5 separate regions of the Mus musculus genome follow, and all the other regions are linked to region 1. The links are chromatin contacts, called in public Hi-C and HiChIP or PLAC-seq maps. All regions are on one chromosome and are shown on one strand. Each heading gives the region's core, a stretch centred on a gene start, on an enhancer-like site or on the middle of the called end of the contact. The rest is flanking DNA. Distances are from core to core; before and after follow the strand shown. Region 1 holds the start of Ndrg1 (N-myc downstream regulated gene 1). Region 2 overlaps Tg (thyroglobulin). Region 3 overlaps St3gal1 (ST3 beta-galactoside alpha-2,3-sialyltransferase 1). Region 4 overlaps Tg (thyroglobulin). Region 5 overlaps Tg (thyroglobulin).

The links. A called contact is a pair of places that touch in the nucleus more often than the background predicts. HiChIP or PLAC-seq counts read pairs in DNA pulled down with a chosen protein or histone mark.
Region 2: a Hi-C map of B cells shows a contact between it and region 1, with 1.7 times the contacts expected there. The contact joins the enhancer-like site here to the promoter of Ndrg1 in region 1. A contact is called at or near these places in 1 of 39 promoter capture datasets (liver), 3 of 484 Hi-C or Micro-C datasets (B cells, LSK cells and muscle stem cells), 2 of 115 datasets of contacts at active chromatin or transcription factors (effector CD8 T cells and memory CD8 T cells) and 2 of 9 other capture datasets (adipose tissue and liver).
Region 3: a FOXA1 HiChIP or PLAC-seq map of pancreatic cancer cells shows a contact between it and region 1. The contact joins the enhancer-like site here to the promoter of Ndrg1 in region 1. A contact is called at or near these places in 1 of 15 datasets of contacts at CTCF or cohesin (the NIH/3T3 cell line), 2 of 484 Hi-C or Micro-C datasets (liver and pancreatic cancer cells), 3 of 115 datasets of contacts at active chromatin or transcription factors (extraembryonic endoderm stem cells, memory CD8 T cells and pancreatic cancer cells) and 2 of 9 other capture datasets (adipose tissue and liver).
Region 4: a Hi-C map of granulocyte-monocyte progenitors shows a contact between it and region 1, with 1.7 times the contacts expected there. The contact joins the enhancer-like site here to the promoter of Ndrg1 in region 1. A contact is called at or near these places in 1 of 39 promoter capture datasets (the C10 cell line), 6 of 484 Hi-C or Micro-C datasets (B cells, LSK cells, granulocyte-monocyte progenitors and 2 more), 2 of 115 datasets of contacts at active chromatin or transcription factors (effector CD8 T cells and memory CD8 T cells) and 3 of 9 other capture datasets (adipose tissue, liver and pancreatic islet).
Region 5: a contact with region 1 is called in a FOXA1 HiChIP or PLAC-seq map of pancreatic cancer cells. The contact joins the enhancer-like site here to the promoter of Ndrg1 in region 1. A contact is called at or near these places in 3 of 484 Hi-C or Micro-C datasets (B cells, cortical neurons and embryonic fibroblasts) and 2 of 115 datasets of contacts at active chromatin or transcription factors (microglia and pancreatic cancer cells).

The regions. Positions count from the first base shown.
Region 1 is chr15:66,968,196-66,970,895 of GRCm38.p6, forward strand. Ndrg1 (N-myc downstream regulated gene 1) reads right to left here and starts at 1,446. Exons shown (of 16, transcript NM_008681.2): 1 at 1,309-1,446. Gm2895 (a long non-coding RNA gene) reads left to right here and starts at 1,453. Exons shown (of 3, transcript XR_875396.3): 1 at 1,453-2,700.
Region 2 is chr15:66,791,836-66,794,535 of GRCm38.p6, forward strand. All of the region lies in intron 41 of Tg (thyroglobulin), which reads left to right. Sla (src-like adaptor) reads right to left here. Exons shown (of 9, transcript NM_009192.3): 4 at 1,846-1,945; 5 at 390-476. Among named protein-coding and RNA genes, the nearest start is that of Sla, 39 kb to the right of the region's middle. Within about 2 kb of position 1,371, at least 31 of the 459 cell types and tissues checked have an H3K27ac peak or open chromatin away from gene starts, as enhancers often do. A contact at or near this core is called in B cells and effector CD8 T cells, where this site is marked.
Region 3 is chr15:67,144,595-67,147,294 of GRCm38.p6, forward strand. The region is part of intron 2 of St3gal1 (ST3 beta-galactoside alpha-2,3-sialyltransferase 1); the gene reads right to left. Among named protein-coding and RNA genes, the nearest start is that of Gm31400, 24 kb to the right of the region's middle. Within about 2 kb of position 1,382, at least 158 of the 459 cell types and tissues checked have an H3K27ac peak or open chromatin away from gene starts, as enhancers often do. A contact at or near this core is called in the NIH/3T3 cell line, adipose tissue, liver and 2 more, where this site is marked.
Region 4 is chr15:66,815,292-66,817,991 of GRCm38.p6, forward strand. All of the region lies in intron 41 of Tg (thyroglobulin), which reads left to right. The region is part of intron 1 of Sla (src-like adaptor); the gene reads right to left. Among named protein-coding and RNA genes, the nearest start is that of Sla, 15 kb to the right of the region's middle. Within about 2 kb of position 1,325, at least 74 of the 459 cell types and tissues checked have an H3K27ac peak or open chromatin away from gene starts, as enhancers often do. A contact at or near this core is called in adipose tissue and granulocyte-monocyte progenitors, where this site is marked.
Region 5 is chr15:66,731,547-66,734,246 of GRCm38.p6, forward strand. The region is part of intron 27 of Tg (thyroglobulin); the gene reads left to right. Among named protein-coding and RNA genes, the nearest start is that of Tg, 62 kb to the left of the region's middle. Within about 2 kb of position 1,390, at least 94 of the 459 cell types and tissues checked have an H3K27ac peak or open chromatin away from gene starts, as enhancers often do. A contact at or near this core is called in cortical neurons, embryonic fibroblasts and pancreatic cancer cells, where this site is marked.

The DNA.
Region 1 (2,700 bases), core at 196-2,695:
GATCACTGAAGGGGGTAAGGGGGGGGGGAACATTGGCTGTCCTGAATTTCCCATCTTCTTCAGGAGTTTCAAGGACTCAAATAAGCTGACCTGCCCAGGAAGTCTGTGAGGGAGAGCTGAAGGCTGTTCTAGGACACGGACCACTGGACTTCCCTCCCCGACCTGTCCTCCCACATTAAAGCCCAAGGGACAGTGCATGGGGATCCGTGATGACTGCCAGCAAAGGCGACAGACAAGGGAAGACGGAAGGTGGCAGAGTAAGGAAGCCATCCACAAATCTTAGCTTCAGCTACTAATTTGACAGAGGCGGTGGTGACAGCATGTTTCCCCAGAGCCTGCAGCATTCCTCACGCCCCTCCCGAATCTACCCTACAGGCTGAATCAGAGACCGCGACCGGTCTCCCGGGAACGGACGAGCGGTTCCAGCTGCTCTCCGGGCTAAAACAGCAGGGAGGACCGCCTGGGAGAAAGAAAGGGAGGTGGGGCGGGGGGAGGCGGAGGCGAAAATGACGACACTCAGAGCTCCAGCCAACTCTGGGGCTGCCAGATGCCCGCGCGACCCTGGAGGCACAAACCACCACTCCCGCGCAGTTACAGAGCCAACCCGGTACTACCTAGAGGGCCGCACCCTTGCCTGGGCTCCTCTCGCCGCCGACACTCGCAGTGGCGCGTGCAGCACGCGCCGGGACACACCCCGGACTCTCCCCCAGCACACACACGTTCTCTCACACGCACAGCTTGGAGAGAGCACTGGGCTCTGGACTGGATGGGAACCTGGACTCAGATCACACTGGTTCGGGACCAGGCTCCAGAGTAGACACACCCTCGCCCCCTTCTCCACACTCCCCGCCAAGTCTGCTCACCCTTACTCATCCCCTGGATACACGCGCTACAGTCGCTCTTTTCCTAGTCACCCCATCACCCATCCACACCCCTTCACACGCGAGAGCACACACAAAGTGTCCCCTTGAGCCCAGTGGACAGAGAAGTCAGCTGTGGCTCAGGGTTGACGCCAGGAAGTGCGACCCAGGTATTCCCAGGCTCTCCGCCCCAACTTCGACCCCTTAATCCCACTTCCCCAATTAGAGAGAAAGCGAGACCCAACACGTCTTTTTGTGCCTTATAGTAATCGAAACCCGCTCCAGTGATGCCAGCTATCCCTCCGGCGCCGGTTCCACCGAAGACCACCAGTTGTGGTCTTCGCAAGGGCCACAAAAGACGGGCGGGGTGTCCAGTAGCACCCCGAAAGCAAGCTTTGCTGGGGGTCCTTGTCTTGCTCCGGAGGAAGAAGGCGTCCGGAGGGCTTACCTAATGAGCAAGCAAGCACGGAAAGGAGCCAACCACAAGGTTGGAGGTGCAGCGCCCCGCGGGAGGTGAAGAGGGAGACGAAGATGGGTGAGCAATCTGCCTGCAACGCGAGAGGGTAGCCTGGCAAGGTTTGTTTATGTCCGTGCGTGCGTAGGGCGATTTTATAGGCGCCGGGGCCCCGCCCCCAGGGCCTCGCCCCTCCCAGACCCTCTGCTCCCAGCGCAGCAGGAGACGGGGACACACCCCTTTCTCCGGCCCGCCTCGTGCTGCACCCTGCCTGGGCTGGGCGGGGCGGGCTGGAGCCGCCGCCTGTTGCGCAAGCCTTTGCAGGGGCGCGACTGGAGAGACTGCCCGGCCCTGCCTGCCGCTCCTCCCTGTGATCCGCTCTCGGGACCGCGGCGTGTGCAGCGAACGTGTGCCCACCGAGTGGTAGCGTGGTGTGCCCGTGCGCGCTCGTGCGCGTGTGCATAAGGACTCCCTTGTGTCTCTCTGCGCGACCGCTTGCCCCCCTATAGCCTTTGAGTTTCCTAAGCCTCTGCCCGCGCCACGCCCTTCTGGGCGGCACCCCCCACTTCCTCCGGGTCTCCACGCAGTCACTCCCGAGCCCCATTTACAGCCTAGACGGCAGACTTTATCTCCAGGCTCCTTTCACATTGCTTAGCTCCCTTTATTCTTGCTGATCTTGGCGCCCCACAACTCCCTTCCTACTCTGAGCTGCTGTTTCCCCGCTGCTCCAGCCCGCTGTGTCAGCTGTAAGCACTCTACGGACTGCAGTTTGTGGTCCCCAGAACGTGCATAGAATTTGCTTTCCAATCATGGATCTTCCTTCTGTCGTGATGTTCTAAAACCTTGGCCTGCTTGCCTGTTACCGGGTTCTCGCCCTGACCTACACCTGAGCCTCTCCAGGGAGCTTTTCTTAAGCAGGTGGATACCCTGGTTACACCCCAGAGCAGCTTAGTTAGAATCTGAGAGTGTGCCCCAACACTGGGGCTTTGAAAAAAAACTCCTCAAAGGGTGCAGCAAGATGGCACACCTGGTAAAGACATGTGGCCTGCAAAACCCTGGGGACCTAAATTCCATGCCCGGAAACCACAAAGTGGAAAGGAAGAACACAGTGCCATACATTTTCCTCAGACCCCTCGCTCCCCATCCCCACTAAATAAATAAACATTGCCCGGATTGGCTCAGATGTGAAACCACGTTGAGAATCTCAGCACCCAGCACCAAGAAAACATCATGTTATAGAGAGATTGAGTCACACCTAAGGCCCAGTCCAGTCATTGTTTCAACGCCACCTGCTCAACCCTTATGACTCAAGTGGCCTTCCCCTCCCCCCTCCTCTAGATAACCTGACCCTCATTCTCTTGGTCTATGGATATCTAGGGAGCCGCT
Region 2 (2,700 bases), core at 121-2,620, 180 kb before region 1:
TCATCCTACGCTGTGCTCTCTGCTGAACAACTGAGGATACACGGGGCTGAGAAGCTTGCCCGTTATCTCATGGTCTGGAAGTGACAGAAGCTAGACTTGAACTTACAAAGACTGACTTTTAGCCCCTGAATTAGGCTGCTTCCTAGACATGGTCCTAGAGTGCTCAGGTATGGTAGGAATACTATGTCTGAGTAAGAAGTCCCAACTTGCTTCATTTTACTGCTGGGGAATCAAGTCCTAGAAAGTGGGAAATATTACCCCAAGGATGGGGTAAAACCATCCCTTTAAGCAATGCTTTCTTTCCACTGTACAGTGCTAGAGCTTTTTTTAATCACCTGAGTCACCCATACACATCATGGCTGAATGGTACTTTTAAGATGTATACTCACCCATGGTACACTCTGGCCACACATATCCCTGGAATATAACTTTCCCGGCCAGTGCTGAGAGAAATGGCTTTCCACCAGCCCCCTTCACTGTCAGGACAAAGCAGAAAAGGAAATATGCATGTGTAAATGGTAAAGCCAAAGATGTAGTCATCAAACTAGCTCATTGCCCCTTGGGACACACCTCTTTCATGATCTGTCATCACCTCTTAGACCTGAATTTCTCCCGTTGAAAATTTAGATTTCCTGTGTGTGTGTGTGTGTGTGTGTGTGTGTGTGTGTGTGTGTGTGAGAGAGAGAGAGAGAGAGAGAGAGAGAGAGAGATGGTATGTTGGGATTGTCACATGTGTGCATGTGAATGCCAAAAGTGAATCTTGGTTGTCATTTCTAGGGATACTGTCCACCTTGTTTTATTTTCAAATCATTGAATGTATTCATCTGTGTGTGTGTGTGTGTGTGTGTGTGTGTGTGTGTGTGTGTGTACATTTCTGCATGTGAATGATGTTCAGGATGGGGCAAATGCTTACCATAATATGCATAGAGAAATAAAAGGACAACTCTATGTAGTTATTCCTCTCCTTTCATCTTTACATGGGTCTGGAGGATCAAACTTAGGTCACCAGGCTTGTGCACCTAGCACCTTTACGTGCTGAGCCATGTAGCTGGCCCCATCTTTGTTTTAGTGATAGCACCTCTCACTAGCTTGGAAGTTGTTAAGCAGGCTAGACTGGCTGGCCAGCAGTAAGGCTTATTTTTTCTTCTCAACACTGAGATTATAGGTGTATATGCTATCATGTCCAACTTTTGGAGGGGGCGTTCCAAGGGTTAACCTCAGGTCCTCATGCTAACTCAGCAAGCATTTTACCAATAGAACTATTTTCCCAGCCACAAAATTTAGCTTTTAAAGCCTATATATACCCGGCAGACATCCCTCACCACAAGTTACGTGTTCACAGGGGAACCTGTTCACATGCTGACAGTGCCACCCCTGGGGGACCAACAGTTCATTTCCTCAGCTGATATGCATGATTGAAGAGTTTCAAAAACAAAAACTTCCTGTACTCGTTTATTCCCTCAAGTATAACCAAACATCCATTTGCTTGTCTAGATCAATTAGACTCTTAATTGAAGTACACAGAGCCCTTAGCGTGTGTTATAGGCAGTTTAAACCTATACTTAAAGACAATGGCAGGAACACAGGCACTGCTGTTATCATATACAATGCTCTTGGATTCTGCTTCTCCTCCCAGCATGCCCTAGTGAATAACATCACCCCATATATTCAAAGGGTGCCACTGGAGGCTGTAAGGTCCTGGGAGGGCAGGCCACAGCAGGGACTAAATTTCTCACCTCACAGTAGGACCAGCACCTGTGTAGAACTGGACAACTGACTAGATCTGGAACTCTGATGGGTTAGTCATGTTTAGGGGATCATACTTGTTTTGAGAGGCTCACTCACTCAGAAATTACACGCAGTTTCTCTCCTCTCCGGAATATTGGGGGGCTAATGTCAGGAGATGGGTAGTCAGTCAGCACAGCCAGGAAGTCACTTTCAAGTCCTAGGAAGCAAAGAGGAGGGTTTTCACTGACCAGGTACAGGAGGCAATTGGGAATAAAGAGAGACAAAGCTGTGGGGGAGGGGAGGGGAGGGGGTGCCTCTGAAACAGTGGTTCTCACGTGTGGGTCTTGACCCCTTGGTGAGTCACATATCAGATATCTTGCATGTCAGATATTTACATTATGATTCATTACAGTATCAAAATTACAGTTAAGAAAAAACAACAAAGTAGTTTTGTGGATGCTAGTCCCCATAGCATGAGGAACTGTATTAAAGGGTTGCAGCTTTAGGAAAGTTGAGAAGCACTGCTCTGGAGCCTCCTAGCTTGTGTCTGTGAAACTCTACTCCCAGTCGCCCAGTGTCCCAGGCCTCTTCCCCAAGAAGATAGCCTTCAGGCAGGTCTTGTGGCCACAGATCTTGCTTCTATCACAGCCCTACCTTGATCCCAGTGTTCCCATCTGAAAAAAAAGGAGGGGGGTCGCGAGATCTAAAAACTAGGGTCACTTCATCTGGCTTTATTTCAGGGTCTGCCCTGTGTCTACAGGCCTCAGCATCTTAAAAATGGGATGACAGATAAAAGAACCTTACCCCAGAAGGCTATGAAAAGACTCCTTCTTAGAGGGATTTACAGGGCACTACTACTCCTTGAAGTGCTACTGACAGTTAATGAGTTAATGGTGTGGGCAGTGAGGAGTTGTGTGAATATTCCTTCCCATCCATGCACAGACAAGCAATTTCAGTTAAACTAGGAGAGCA
Region 3 (2,700 bases), core at 132-2,631, 180 kb after region 1:
CATAGTATGTCTTCAGGCAACTGTCACTTCAGGATCTCTGCAATGGTGTCTGGGGAACTCCCTTCCTCCTCCCAAGGTGCAGCTATGTCTGAACAGGAAGGCCAGATTGGTGTCAGGTCCTAAAGAGTCTCATGGGTAGAGACACTTGCACCTTGGTTCAGCTCACACTCTGGGCATTCAGGCAGAGAGTCCTGAGGGAAAATGTTCCTAGCTGAGACTCCGTGGGCTCTGGGCTGGACCTGGGGTTTCCTGAGTTGATTTCTAGGTATCCTGGTGCTGCAGAAACAGCAGCACAATGCAGGAGACAAACTCACAGCTGTCACCAGCCTAAAGAGGGACTTCAGGAAATCAGAGGAGAGCAGGTGGCTCTTAGCAGCTGGTCACTCATGTGTACCCCACCTTTGCAATTACATTCTGTACATTTTGTACCTCGGAACATACTGGTGGTTCTGTCCCCCTGTGTCTCTCAATCTGGGTACAGAGGCAGGAGGAACTGGTTACTAAATACTCTAAGTCTCAGAAATAAGAAGCAAGTGAATTGCTGGAGTGACCAGTGGGGTTTGTTTAAAATGGCTTTAGTATGTGCACAGGACATTTAATGTATTTATAAATGCATATGATACACATAACACAATGGTAAAATGCAGTGCATATGACCCAGTGCTTTTGTGGACATACATATATGCATCACATGAATGAAGTAAGTACATGCACATCTATGCATGCATACAAGGTGAATATGTGTATAGAAATACATGCACACATGCATGTTCTGTAGCCTTTCTGATCTACTTGCCCCTTGGAGTTTTATTCTATTAACTTGTTAACTCTTAAAATCATCCTTCATGTAGGTCTTGTTATGTCAGTTTATAGAAAAAGGAAGTGAGGCATAGGAAAAACTTCAGCAGCTGGGTGTGTACATTGCAGCTGGGTGAGGAATTTCCCCGAAGATGCCTTTCCTGCCACATGCAAACCCATCCCTGGGGCACTCTCTCTCTCTCTCTGTGTGTGTGTGTGTGTGTGTGTGTGTGTGTGTGTGTATGACCCTCCCTTCCCTGGCTCATTCTCACATCTAAGTCATGGGTAGCTGATGAAGTGTGGCTTATGCTAGGAAGTTCTTCTGGACTTCAGGACATTTAGAAGAGCCAAAGCTATTTGGATTCCACCAGATGCTGGAATCTTGGAAGCCCCTGAATTCAAAAGGGATGTGGGCATTCCACCTCTCATGGCCCATAGGCATTCTCAATTTCTTGGAGCCCTGAAGTACCACCACCAGGTACAAATGACCCGCAGGCTCGGCAGACATTTGGAGCAAGCACCCACGAGCCACGCTTGTTGCAATAATCCTGTAGATTATCAACAACCCAAGATGACCCGAAGTGGGTCACAGTCCAGTGTAGCTCATTAACTGCTAGCAAACATCCTGTCCCACCCACATGCTAGCCCCTGAGGAATGCAAGATTGGAGAACAGGTTCTCGTTCTATCAGAAACAAACTCCCTTGACTCCATGCCCTGCCTCTTCTTTGTTTGACATCTCCTTGCTCCTGTTCCTCCATGACCTGGATACTGAGCCCCGAAGAAAAAAGATCCACTTGCCTGTTACACGATCTCACAGTGCTGTGGGATCTTCTTGGGTTTTTCTTCCCTGTCCCTCTCCCAGCCTCTTGTGATCATCTTCCAGCTTCTGTTCCCAATCTTCCTGGCTTCCTTCCCCAGCAAGGTCACAATTGCAAACAGGTGGGAGAAATTCTGAAAGCAGTTCCACTGGTCCTGGGAATGCATCCCCGGGACATAGTACAAACGAAGGAAAATGCTCACAACATCACAGGGCTGGTAACAGTAACCAGCGTGATCATATGTATTGATGTGCATGACACACAAGTACGCAGCAATAGAGGGATGGAAACTTCCAAGTTCTACTGTTGTTTGCTAGAATATTACACAACCACCATGCAGTGCAATGATTTTTCAAGGTGATTCCAGGAACACTTTTAGAGTGACTCTCCTTGACTCAAGCATAGGATTGAAGGGGGATGGGGAGAGACAGAGTCTGACCCGTAGAGGCCCTATTGAGTACACTGCCCATCTGCAGAGACTGCTAAGTGCAGGAGGGTGATTCTGTTCTAAAGGACAAAAAGCAAAAGCAAGTTTGCGTCACCAGCCTTAACTTAAAGGTCCTTTTCCTGCTTTTTTTCCCGATCGCCATTACTCTCAGCACAGAGGGTAATTTCAGTGCTTAGAAAAAGTGTTTACACAAAAACCATTGAGCAACATAGTGACGTGTCTTCCCCGAACAGCCTCTTGGACGAGCTGTGGGATGTAACACAAAGGCTTGCCAAATGGATCTCAGGCAGGCTGGCTCTGTTACCCTCCCCTTCCCCTTCCTCCTCCTCACCCAGCCATTGATTTCAGAAAGGGCTGAAAACTATTTGGGTGTGCTTGCTTAGTAAAGTGGAAGCATGTAGGAATGTAAGTAGTAGCTATTTGGGCCAGTATCGAGAAAGAGGAAAAGTTCCCAAAGTCAAAACACCTCAAGGCCACAGATAGAGGATCTTTGGTTTCCATTGGCTTAAAACTAGATCTGAGGTGGTGTCCAGGGTGGCAGGGACCTGAGGAGGCTGAAGAGGAAAGACAGATTCCCAGGAGTCCTGCCTGACCCCCACCCACTCAGCTAGCTGCACTCTGAGTTTTGTGTTTAT
Region 4 (2,700 bases), core at 75-2,574, 150 kb before region 1:
GCTCCAACGCTACAGTGCACTGAGGTTTAGCAGGATAGGGCTAGATTTCATCTATACGGTGTAGATTCCTTTAAGGTCCTTAATGCCTGGAGTCAGCACAAAAGCTAAAGATAGATGTTGGCCTTCCAGGAAGCCTCAAGATAAGTTTGTGGTCAGCCAGGCTGAACTGTATTAACAAATGACAACTACCTCTCAAAAGGTCACAATTTAGGTCCACAAAGACACTCAAGCCATCTGTGTCAGATTTCTAGAGGGCTTTGCAAATTAATTAGCTATCAGTTACACAGATAAACTGCCACAGGGAGACAGCAAGCTGTTAGCCACAAGTGAGCCAAGGATCACTCAGTGAAGTAGGGCACTGTGGTTTCTACCGTTGCTAAGGGGACAAGATCCCCTATCATGGGTCAGCTGCCACAATCCCCAGCTGGAACTGGCAACCCCCTAACTGAAACAATTCACAGCTCATTTCTTTGAATTTAGTTCTCCTGGAGGCTTTAAGCTCAGCGAGAGATATGCTGTAAAGCAATTTGGTGTTTCATGGCAGATATGTGAGGCTATCAGTAGGTCCCAAGTCTGGGAAGTTCAGGGTTTATTTTCCTTCTTTCTATATAAATGTTGGAAAAAAATAGATGATGAGAAATCCAAGCTTAAGAACCAGGTAGCATCCCTTGAGTGAAAAGAATCAGGTACTAGTGTACTTGGTTAGGCAGCTCTAATGCACTTAGATGCTTTTCCTACCTGTGAGGACATCCTGTCTCCTGCAGATGTATAACCAGAGCTCACCTATTCTCTGTAGATCTCAGAGCTCCCCTAACCAGAAGTGAAAACTCCCTCTTTGACACTCTTGGGAGCTGTATTTGCAACACAGGAGTCAAAGTCAAGAGACGGAGGCCAGATAGCTAAAGGCAGGGCTATATGGCCTTGTACAGATTTCCAAGTCTCTCACAGAGCATAATATAATACTTCTTGCTTGTGAGGACTCATGGGGAAATATACATGCATTTCCTAGTGTACTGTAAAACCATCAAACCCTCCATTTCTGTAAACCCTTGGTAAAACCATAGTGGATCTGATAAATGGCACAGGAGGTGGTGAGTCTAACATAGAGCCACTGAACCTACCCTGAAGAGGTGACCCACAAGTATCCACTGAATGAATGAAGAAAGAGACTGTGCCTGGGGAATAAGAGCATTTGTATTTATTTCCTCTTAGCCTGTCTTTCCCATGTAGAGACGAGTAGACAGTTCCATTCCTCAAGAAGTGCTAGTTCTGCTTTGGGATTGGCTTAGAGTTAGAGAAGTAGCCTGTGGGAAGATCTGAGTTTACCCACTGCAAACCGTTTCTAAACCGGCGTGTGTCATCAAGCACTGTCTTTGCAAGAAGACTCCTGGGACTGTAGTTCCTCAACAAAAGAAAAAAGTAGAAGCTCTTCCCCATGACCCCTTCTGCTCAGGAGGTTTGCAGAAGTACCAAGACTCACTAGAATCCTATTCAGTCCTTGCTCAATTAATCCCACTAATGTGCCTCCAGAGCCTGGGTGGTTCTCAGCTCCATATGAGTAATTTACTATCTTCCAGATATGTTAGCTTGATCGCCATTGTCTTTCCTGTTGAAATAGTTGTGATGGAGCCTCTGTGGGGTAGCAAATGGCAGAGATATGGGGAGACAGGGCTGCCACTTGATCTACCCTCTTGAGCTAACCTTGAATGGATGAAGGGACAAGAGAAAAGCAGGACAAGACAACGTGGTGGGGGCCCTGGTGCACAGGGACCCCAGAAAACGCATCTAGCAAGACTTTGGTGACCAAGACTGAGTAGGAGATCCTTAAAAGTTGCAGAATTTGATACAGCTAGACATCTGAGGGTCTCATGAGATGTTTGCTTCACACCTCTTTCTCAATTCCTGTTTTTGTAGGATGACTACATTTCTTGTCTTGTCTGGAGTTGATAGTGATGGCATTACTGGCCACTGACAGTCATCTTAGCTCTTTGACTCATTCTCTGTCCCTCTCAAATCTACCTAAACGGGCTAATAAATAATCCTGCATCCCCTCCTTCTGATACTATCCCTATTGTCCTGGGCACTTCATGGATACTCACCAGGGTGTTGTTGATCATGCCATGTGGCATCAGTAAGGATGAAGGATGGTAGGCATGGTGGTGGTGTCTGTCTGCAGATCAACAGTTGCCATAGTAATCTATACCTAAGGTCAAATGGTTTGCTGGCATGCCTCCTTCTATCAATAGAGCAGAACCCCTGGATGAAGGTATCCTCCTGGCTTCCATCTTTTACCCAGTGTCTCTTTATTGTTTGACTAGTCACTTCCTAACTCTTGATCATGTACTTACAGAAAAAAAAAGTTATTCTCAGGGTATTATTCATAGTCATAAACTGTTTCCATAAATAACACAGCAAATATGTACCTATAACTTACAGAAACTGAAAGAGTGACATTTCTTAAATAATATCTATAGACACATACTCTAGAACCTTCATGTGGAGCTTCAGTGGACTATCTGTGGGTATCCCATTTGGGAGATGATTACTGACAGATACCAAAGAGAAACTGGATTGTTTCTAAGCAGGAGTCTGAAAATGTTTTGAAATCATAAGAATCTCTTACAATGTCTTCCCATGAGTAGGGCATTCATGGTAAGGGAATGCTGTGGAGTTTTGCGCCTCACAGACAGCTTTTTTTTT
Region 5 (2,700 bases), core at 140-2,639, 240 kb before region 1:
CTTTCATCTGCTCATCTGGCTCATCTGTTCCTCTGTGTGTGTGTGTGTGTGTGTGTGTGTGTGTGTGTGTGTGTGTGTGTCTGTGTGTGTGTGTCTGTGTGTGTCTGTGTGTGTGTGTGTCTGTGTGTGTGTGTGTCTGTGTGTGTGTGTGTGTGTGTGTGTGTGTTTATCAGTAGACAACGTTTTTGGGTATCATTCCCTAGTGCCTTCCAGTTTTTGTTTGCGACAGGGTCTCTCATTGGCCAGGGGTTTCACTGAGGCTAGCATAGCCGGACAATAAAGTTCCCAAGGATCTGCTTATCGCTACCTTACATTTCACCATCGCTGGAATTACAAGCATTTGCCTAGCTTATTGAATGGGCTTAATGGAACAAACTCAGGTCCTCACATTTGTGAGGCAAGAGTTTGCCAACTGAACAATCTCTCTAGCCCAAGCTTTGGGTTTTCAATTCAGTCGTGTGTGTGTGTGTGTGTGCTATGCATATATGCTACATGTATGTTTCTGTGTGTGTGCTATGTGTATGTATATGGTGTGTGTGTGGTATCATATATATAGTGTTTGTGTGTTGTGTATGTATGTAGGCATGAATGTGTGTGTGTGTGTATGTGTGTGTGTGTGTGATGTGTGTGTGTGTGATGTTCTATGTGTATGTTTGTGTGGTGTTGGAGATATGTGTGTGGGGTCTGTGATATATATATACACACACACACACATATGTGTGTGTGCGTGTGCATGTGTATATATATGTGTGTGTGTGATGTTGTATGTGTGGTATCTGTGTATGTATATATGTGGTGTATGTGAGTATGTATATATATATATATATATATATATATATATATATATATATATCTGATGTGTGTGTGTGTGTGTGTGTGTGTGTGTGTGTGAGTGTATGTTCTAAACTGGGGATTTTTTTTTCCAAGTTCCAACTATCTGGTCATTCACTTGTATGTCCCATGGCAATCCTCAGTAGGGTGCATTTCTTTTGTTTATCAGCTAGCTACTAATGTCACAGTTGAATAAAGCAGAGACCTGGACCAAGGTTATCCAGGCTTAGATCTGATATCGAAAGCTAATGTGGGTAGGGTCCTAGTTTAGGAATCTACAACTCAGTAGACTCCACTTCCTTTAAACAGGAAGCACACCAAAGTCTGCTTTTCAGTGTTATTTTCATGATCCTTTGGACCACCTGCTGAGGCAAACAACCCAGGGAATGCAGGTCAAACTCCTGAAAGCAGAAAATGCTTTCAAGTCATCTGTGGTTATTGCAGCAAATTGCTTGGCATCTCTGACACTTTGGAATTCCATTCCTCAGATGTCACTGCATTCCTCACTTCTGGACTTGGTCTGAATGCCAGCTCATAGCAAATTCCACTTCAAAGATGGCAAAGGAGAGATGTCAAAAGGCTACTGGAGAGAGGACCAGAGGGTTGAAGGAGGGGTGGTGTGGCCAGCCATGACTTAGTAGTGGTCCTCACGTGATATAACCACAACCTTGGGATATGTCCTCTACCACAAAGCACAACCTACCAGGCAGATGGGAGGCATCAGTCCAGGTGCTGAGTGCAAAAGTTGCAAAGCTTTCCATCACCGAGGCCAAGGTGTTCCCCAGCTAGCTGAGGTGATAGATGTGGGCATCACCAAAGCAAAATAAGCCTGCATTTCGTCACCTTCATAGAGTCAAGGGATTGTAGGGCTCCTATGCTCAGTTTCTAGAAACTAGCTAAGTTCTATCTAAGATCACTTACCCCATCCAGGGCTGATTTCTGGTGCCCACATCAAATGAATATCCCTACCACTAACCCTACAGAACACCAAGAAATGGTTTTATACAATCTGAGCCCATGGCAGATATTTTTCCCCTCAAACTACCAGGGGTGTGTGCTGTATGAGAGTGTTCATTGAGAGTGCTGGGTTTCTGTTTAGATTATGAGTCTGAGACTGAACAGAGAAAAAAATGAGGAGTGTTTACCACCAAGAGGAGAGGGTGGAAGAAATCTAATTTTAGCCAGTGTGGCACCAGAGGATGAGAACTTGCCAGAAAATAGAGAAGCCTCTAGCTTTAGTGGGAGGGGAGAGTAGTGGGGGAAAGGAGAGGATATGAGGCATTATCATGGTCAAAGTACATGATAAATGTCAATGAAAATTTTCTTATAAAGTCCATCATTACATATAGTGACTATATGTCAATACAAATTTTAAAGAACCATTAATAACATCAGCAATAAGTCAAATAAGAAAATCTGCCAACAACTGGATATGTATCAAATGGGAAGGATCCAGAAGGTAACACTGTGAAGTATTGCTATCATTTAATTGCTAGCTCCAATTAGTTTTTACAATTAATGATTTATGTATTTGGTGTGTGTGTGTGTATGTGTGTGCATGTACATGTGTATGTGCATGCTCGTGTGTGTGTATGTTTGTGTGTGCATGTGTGTGTATGTGTGTGTATGTGTGTGGGTGTAGCCTGAACATACATGGCACCATGAGCATGTGAAGTCATAGGACAACTTGATTAAGTCAATTCTCTCTTTCTAACATGTGGGATCTGGTGATCAAAGTTAGGACATCAACTTTGATGGCATGTAATCTTACTTACATCCTCTTGGTCCCAGCTTCATTAAGGATATCAGAATCTCGGCAGTGTTTGATATCAGGAAATCCACACAATGAGACCGCCTAAAAACCTTGTT